2 separate regions of the Lactuca sativa genome follow, and region 1 is linked to region 2. The links are chromatin contacts, called in public Hi-C maps. All regions are on one chromosome and are shown on one strand. Each heading gives the region's core, a stretch centred on a gene start, on an enhancer-like site or on the middle of the called end of the contact. The rest is flanking DNA. Distances are from core to core; before and after follow the strand shown. Region 1 holds the start of LOC111886626. Region 2 holds the start of LOC111919884 (protein IQ-DOMAIN 19).

Region 1 (3,616 bases), core at 92-2,591, 310 kb after region 2:
ATTTTTCTACACCATTTTTAAACAATATTTTTTATGTGTTGGATGCAAGAAATAGCATCCTACTTTCATTGCTTTGTTTATTGTGAAGATGTGAAAGGGCATTTATGTCTTTTTCACAGACAAGAGATGGAGAGTGAACCATGTCCCAACTTTTTAGGAGGGACAAGATTTGCTCTCATTGACAGGTGGGGGCACGAAAACCTTGTAGGGGTAAGCTCATAAAGATCAATAGAGAATCAATATATTGCACAAAAAAAAATTAACTTGAAACTTTGTCAAAAAATATAAATGACTGCAATTTTAATGGACAAATGGAGTTATCTTTTTCCAAATTATGAATCTTTTAAAGAGTGTCATGTATAACAAAAGAAAAAAGTTAGCAAAATTTGCATCTTATGTTGTGGAAATTGTATATTGTACAGTTGTGATCCAAATAAAATTTTGTTAGTGGATGTCATGATCATATCTTTCCTTAAGTCAAAGATGAATATCATTATGATTTGATTGTTCAAAGTTCAAATAGAATCTATGTTCCTAAACAGTCTAAAGTTGCCACCCCCAATTATGGATAACGAAACGCGAATCATAACAAGCGTGGTAGCCAGTATGCTCAAAACAGCCCCCATCCCTGCCCTACTAAGGCCTAAAATTTTTGACCTAATTATCGTTTTACGATGGAATTTTACCAGTCATATCAAATGCAAACGCCTCGAAACCTAAATTTCACATCCTTACTCTTGAACAGAGATAGGAGCTACTTGTTCAGCTAAACAAACGAAATTGAAAGATCAAACCCTATCGATGTTCAAACAACATCATTTTCTCAACTTTCTACAAACGAAACAAAGAAGAATTACAGAAAAATCAACTTAAATTGAGCTATCTACCGCTATATTCTCATATAGAAGTAACAAGAAGCCAGGGAGAACGTGAACAGTGATAGAGAAAGAGATAAACATACCTCGCCCTTGCGATTTTCCATGTCAATCAGATCTTATCAAACGTACACCAAACAGAACGATCTAAACTCACTTGTTGATTATGCTAAGAACTACAAGAAAACAATCCACAAGGTGTCTCAAGCACAAACACACAAATTCAGCAAATAATAAAGATTGGTAGATATCATTGTGTTCTGTGTGAGAGAGAAAGGAGAAGATGGAGAGAGAGAAAGATGAACTTACAGCAAGACGACAGCTTCAATAAAGCGAAATGAACAGAGTTGTGTGTGTAGCTTTACAACAATCAATTCAGAATACCTTCGTTAGTCAGTTTATCGTTGTGTTATTTATAGTTGATTCATTGAGACTTTGGACACGTTAGAGATGTTTAATTACGATGGTTGCCATTGGTGCCTCACGCGCTTCGAACACTGAGCCAATCGAGGTTTCACTGGCTTCCCGTGATCTGCTTTCCTGGGTCTCCGATGCCCACTTTCTCGAACCACGTTTCCATGCTGCACCCTTCTTAAAATGTGCAAGTCAATGATGGCGTGTACTCTTATAATATGTCTGGAAGATCTTTCATTAGATAACTATTACATTTCATTGTTATTACATTTCATTGATACAGTGGTTTTTTAAATGTTTTGTAAGGGTAAACGGTATCATACCGTTTTCACCAATGGCCAGCTAGATTTTTTACCAATTTTGCAACTTTTAAAATTGGGAAGGATGTGGGCTTTTTTTTCACCGCCGGTAAAACCCACAAAAAACTCACACATATTTAAATTTTGCCATCGGTGAACTTCCATCTCCGACACATTACTGTGGGTAAAACAAAAGGAAGGTGGTGGTGTTCACCAGCGGTAAAAAATGTCACAGAGATGTATGACACCGTTCAACCTAATGGGTATGAATAGCCTAACTTTTTTCTTAGGTTTTGTAAAGATAAAGTGACCTAATGAGTTTTCTTATAACAACGGAAATTTTACAAAATCCAACAAAAAAGCTAGCAAGGTACACTAGAAGTTCAAGCACTAATTGGACAAGAACATCAAGAATTCCAATTAAGGTTTGATAACCCAAAACAGAGTCTTTCTATTGCACTCCCACCCCAAAAGCAATCAAGAAAGATATTACCAAGCAAAGTTGAAACTCTAAGGTTGCGTTTAGTTGCAGAAAAATAAGTCGTTATTCGGAAAAAAAAATTCAAGAAAAATGAGAATTTTGAAAACGCGTTTAGTTCGTCTATTTTTCTAAATTTTTCACGGAAAATGAAAATTTTCCGTTTTCTGAAGTTACAAAGAAATTGAAAATTTTTGGAAAACTGATAATCATTGTTTTTTTCCTCATTTTTCCAAAATTTTTGAAAAACTAATAATCATTGTTTTTTCCTCTAATTCCAAAATTTTTTCAAAAATATAATCATTGTTCTTTCCTCATTTTTCTAAAATTTTCACAGAAAATGAAAATTTTCCGTTTTCTAAAGTTACAAAGAAATTGAAATTTTTTGGAAAACTGATAATCATTGTTTTTTCCTCATTTTTCCAAAATTTTTAGAAAACTGATAATCATTGTTTTTTCCTCTAATTCCAAAATTTTTCCAAAAATATAAATACACACTCACCCACACCCCATCCACCTTTACATACCCTCACCTTAACACCCCCAACCCACCATACCCCTACCTACCTACACCCATCCACTCCCAAGCCCACCACCACCCACCCACCCACACATACACACACACCCACACCCACAAACATAAACACCCCTACAAACACACACACACACACACTTCCCCACCCCTACCCCCACAAACACACACACAACCTACACTTACCCCCACCCTCACAAACACACACACACATACCCACCCACCCCCACAAAAACATACACACCCCCCCACCCCCACACACACCCACAAACATAGACACACATTCCCACCCAACACCACTATCATAATCATCGATCTATCATCACCATCACTACCCCATCACCACCACCACCGCCGCCGTCGCCACCGCCATCACCATCACTACCACAATTTCCGCCATCACCACCGCCTATCATCACCACTACAGTCGTCGACCCGCTACCGTCGTCGCCCCACCCCCACCCTACCACTACTTTTGTTTTCTGAAAATAAAAACCGATAGAAAAATACACATCTAAACACGTTTTCTCATTTTCTAAAACTGTAAATGAAAAATGAATAAGTTTTAACTAAACGCGTTTTTTAAATTTTCCAATGAAAATGAAAACGGGAAAAGAAAACTGAAAAGGAAAAACGAAAAAACAGAAAATGAAAACTGTTTTTTCGTAACTAAATGCAACCTAAGGGTACGTTTGGTTGTAGAAAATTGTTTCCATTTTCTAAGAAAATGTTTTAAGAAAATAGAGTTGAGTTTTCATTTTCAGTTTTCAATGAAAATTTTAGAAAACATGTTTGGTTGGAAGCGGTGAAGTTCTCATTTTCAATTTTAGAACTTTGGAAAACTGTAAAACTCGCTTTTTCTAATTTACATACAATTTGGAAAACTAAAAATTTTCAATTCTTAGAAAACTTTGGAACTAAACGAACCAAACACGTATTCCAAATTTACATTTTTCTTGGAAAATTTTCCTGAAAAACTGGAAAATTTTCTACAACCGAACACATCCTAAGGGTTGCA
Region 2 (3,822 bases), core at 816-3,315:
GTCTATAGGAGTAAATTTACATTTTTTTGTCCAACCCAAAAAGGTGGAACAATGGGGGATAGGGACACGCTCTTGATCTCTCATTTGTGAAAAAAAGACATAAATACCCTCCTCATCCCCATCATCGAAAATAGCCCTAGAAAGCTCATCTAGTCCTGTTCTTGTGTTTGTTACATGAGACAGTACTAAACTAGACAAGCTTTCTAGGGTTATTTTCGATGATGGGGATGAGGAGGGTATTTATGTCTTTTTTTCACAAATGAGATATCAAGAGTGTCCCTATACCCCCTTGTTCCACCTTTTTGGGTTGGACAAAAAAATGTAATTTTTACTCCCATTGACATCGGTCTCACTCCTAGTCCAATACACCCCAAACACAGTACAGTTTGTTATCTCATTCGTATCAAACGGGGCCCACTTGAACATTATGTCATACAATCTTACTTTTTTTTTTTTTTTTTTTTAATATTTATAATGATTCAGCCTCGTGTGACCCCTGTTGATGAATATGGTGCACTGATATATGCTGGAAGGTGGGGAATCCATGGTGCTTCACTTCCAGGTAGGGTCACATTTGCACCTGGAAATGTTGGATTTGCAACTTTTGGTGCTCCTAGACCAATGGAGGTTAGTGCCAAGTCTATATAGATATAATTTTAAATTCTAAGTTTTAACCATGCATTTTTTTTAATAATAAAAAATGGTTGCACTTTTGTTGTGTGTAGACTCAAATTATTAGTGATGATACATGGAAGCTAGTGGACAAAATTTGGGACACGAAGGTTGAGGAAATTAGAGAAGGGGCAAAAAGGGAAATTGAAGCAGAAAATGAGAAGCCACAGGTTTTGATGGCAAGCCATTTTCTATGATTCTTGTTGCCTCTTTGGTGGTGAGTGTGTCTACTTGTTGGTAAATATATAGTTTCTAAAAACTAAAAAGCACTAAATGTTGCTAGGCAATTAAAGGGCTTCATTTTTTAATGGACAAAATACAGAAAAGGCGCTTGTATTTTGAATACAGTATTTTTTTTAATAAAGTAACATTGGATACAATCTAAAAATGTGTTCACTTGATTTTTTTGGCAGCAAATTACAACTTATGTGGAATCTAGATGCATTCATTTTCTTGATCATAGATCCATTCACTCCAAAGATTTACTGGATCTTGATTTCATGGGTCATTGGAAGATCATGTTATCACACACTAAAAAAAAACTTGATTGCATGCAACCATGGAGCATGAAGATGTTCTCAGATATAATTACAGTGAAAATGTATCAGTTTGTAAGAGGCCTAAGTTTATTCCAAGGGCATAAATGGGATTTCACATCTGTTTTGGATGGTAGCGGTAGAAAAAGGTTATGTAGTGCTAGTATGCAAATCACAGGGAGAGCTTGTATCTATATATATATAGTGAAATATGCTTGCCACACTTTTTGGAGGATAATATTTGCTTTGTTTTTTCTTAGGTTCATGTCTTTTGAGGGTGATAATAGATCGAATAAAAAAGAAATGAAAATTAAGGATTTTTAAAGACTATAGAAATCATATTGTATTATATTTCATATTAAAGATTAAAGATTATATATATATATATATTTCTAAATGACATACTTAAATGATTGATTATACATTAAAAGTTTAAATAAACCAAACGAATTACAAGAATTCATTAAAATTCTGTTTTTTAAAATTTTAAAAGAAGACAAATTTGAAATAAAAAAATAACACTTCAGGTTCAAAATTGGTGAAGAAAATCCCGTAACAAGAACCAGTTGTTTGACCCAGTTTGGTTGTGCGTGTGTATGTGGCAAGGTCAAGTGATAAGTGTTTGTCAAAGTGTCATTTGGCATAAGTAGAGCAGTCGATGCAGGCCTTAGCGTTTTTTCTTCTATTTCTTGTCAAAATAGTCAACTGAACACCCAACTCAGAAATATATATATATATATATATATATATATATATATATATATATATATATATATATATATATATATATATATATATATATATATATATATATATATATATCACACCATGAATCTATATTGACAACCTCTATTGATATGGGTAAGGCAGGTAGATGGATCAAAAACTTGTTAGGCAAAAAGGAGGAGAAAATCAACAAGAAAGAAGGTGGCCCCACATCTCCACCATGCACCACCGCCATTATTCCAGCAACTCCATCACCTTCTCACCGGAGGAGATGGAGCTTTAGGAAATCAAATAACAAAGAAATAGTAGTCAATCACAAGAGTTGCCGATCATTTGACTCCATCATCACCTCCCAGTTAGTTTCACAAGCTTTGTTCGACTATGCGATTCAGCAGCAAAACTACACCACCATGTTGGTGGTGCCGCCTCCCAAAGCCGCCACATATGGACTCCCTCGTGTGGTTTTAGCTGCAGCTGCAACAAGAATTCAAGCGGCTTTCCGTTCATATTTGGTACCCCCCCCCCTTTTTTTACTATCTTCACAAAAACAGGTAGTTCGGGTCAAAGCAGATTGGTAGATGTAGTCAGAGTTTCATTTCCAATGTAGATTGGGCTTTTAAATTTTAAGTCACCTGACTATGATTTATATCTCATATGATACTTTTGGGAGGGTGTTTTATGGGCCAGTTTAGAAGTTGCTAAAAGAATAACCTTTTTCCAGGATCTTCTTGTTATAAAGTATTTATTTAGGACATCCTTAATGAATCTAACATTGGTTGTACGTAGGCACGAAGGGCGTTGTGTGCTTTACGTGGATTAGTGAAGCTACAAGCTTTGGTGAGGGGACACTTGGTGCGTAAGCGAACCACAACCATGGTTAGATGCATGAAGGCACTTGTCTCTATTCAAGTTAGAGCTCGATATCAAAGAATTCAAATGGTTGAGGATGTGGAATCACAATCCCATCTTCATGCCACAAGTAGAAGAGGATTTGTGATAGCTCATGAACGTCGTCTCAGTGCACCACAATTCGTAAACTCTCATTCTTATTATAGCAATGTCATCTAAATACAAAATCAATTTCAAAAGCTATAACATGTTAAAATTTTCAATGAGTTACAAAACTACAACTATGTGTACAAAGTTGCTCTATAAGGCATAAAATTTGACCACATCTGTATTTTGACCGACGGTTGTAAAAAAGGATAGGGCAAATTCAATTAGCTACATAATATACTAATTACTAAGAAATATTGTATTATTTCTTTAGGATCACAATGACAATATCGGACAATTCGAAAGCAAGACAAGCGGCTTTATAACTTATCGACAGTCATCACGCAGATTCTCAATAGATTCATTGCCATGGAAACAAGAAAATTCACCCAGACTGCAAAATAAGCCAGTAAACGCGGCTTATTCTACAGTGTCACAAATGGGATCACAATCACATCACGATGAACCCAATTACATGACCCGAACAAAGTCTTCAAGAGCAAAAACACGGTCACAAAGCGAACCAAGACAACGACCCACAAAACAAAAACGCGAAAATAGACAAAATTCATCATCAAATGAAGCTCTTGGTTCAAAGGTGGTTCGAACCCACAACCATCAAAAGGTGCACTCGGGTTGTGTGGCTAAGGCTCATCGGTCATCAAAATCGATCAATGATTCTGAATTCGACTCAGCAAGTACTTGTACTAATGGCTCATCTTATTGTATAACTCAGGTTAGTACATCAAACATCTGGGCACAATTTCTTTAATTTTCATCATCTTTTCCACTAGCGGAAAATTTGTACAGCAATGAATATAGCTATGGATTCATTCTGTTGCAAATTTACCATAACCATTGATTAGTGACAGAATTTGTATTAAAAAACTAA

What was found. Hi-C and Micro-C count contacts between places; a contact is called where the count stands out from the background.
Region 1: a contact with region 2 is called in a Hi-C map of leaf, with 5 times the contacts expected there. The contact joins the promoter of LOC111886626 here to the promoter of LOC111919884 in region 2. A contact is called at or near these places in 2 of 4 Hi-C or Micro-C datasets (leaf and seed).

The regions. Positions count from the first base shown.
Region 1 is chr4:288,344,109-288,347,724 of Lsat_Salinas_v11, forward strand. LOC111886626 reads right to left here and starts at 1,342. Exons shown (of 4, transcript XM_023882887.3): 1 at 1,185-1,342; 2 at 962-1,051; 3 at 1-6. The coding sequence starts at 982.
Region 2 is chr4:288,037,638-288,041,459 of Lsat_Salinas_v11, forward strand. It overlaps LOC111919884 (protein IQ-DOMAIN 19), which reads left to right and starts at 2,066. Exons shown (of 4, transcript XM_023915440.3): 1 at 2,066-2,446; 2 at 2,721-2,966; 3 at 3,205-3,666. The coding sequence starts at 2,066. It overlaps LOC111919888 (probable inactive ATP-dependent zinc metalloprotease FTSHI 4, chloroplastic), which reads left to right. Exons shown (of 16, transcript XM_023915447.3): 14 at 484-627; 15 at 726-889; 16 at 1,086-1,446. The coding sequence ends at 869.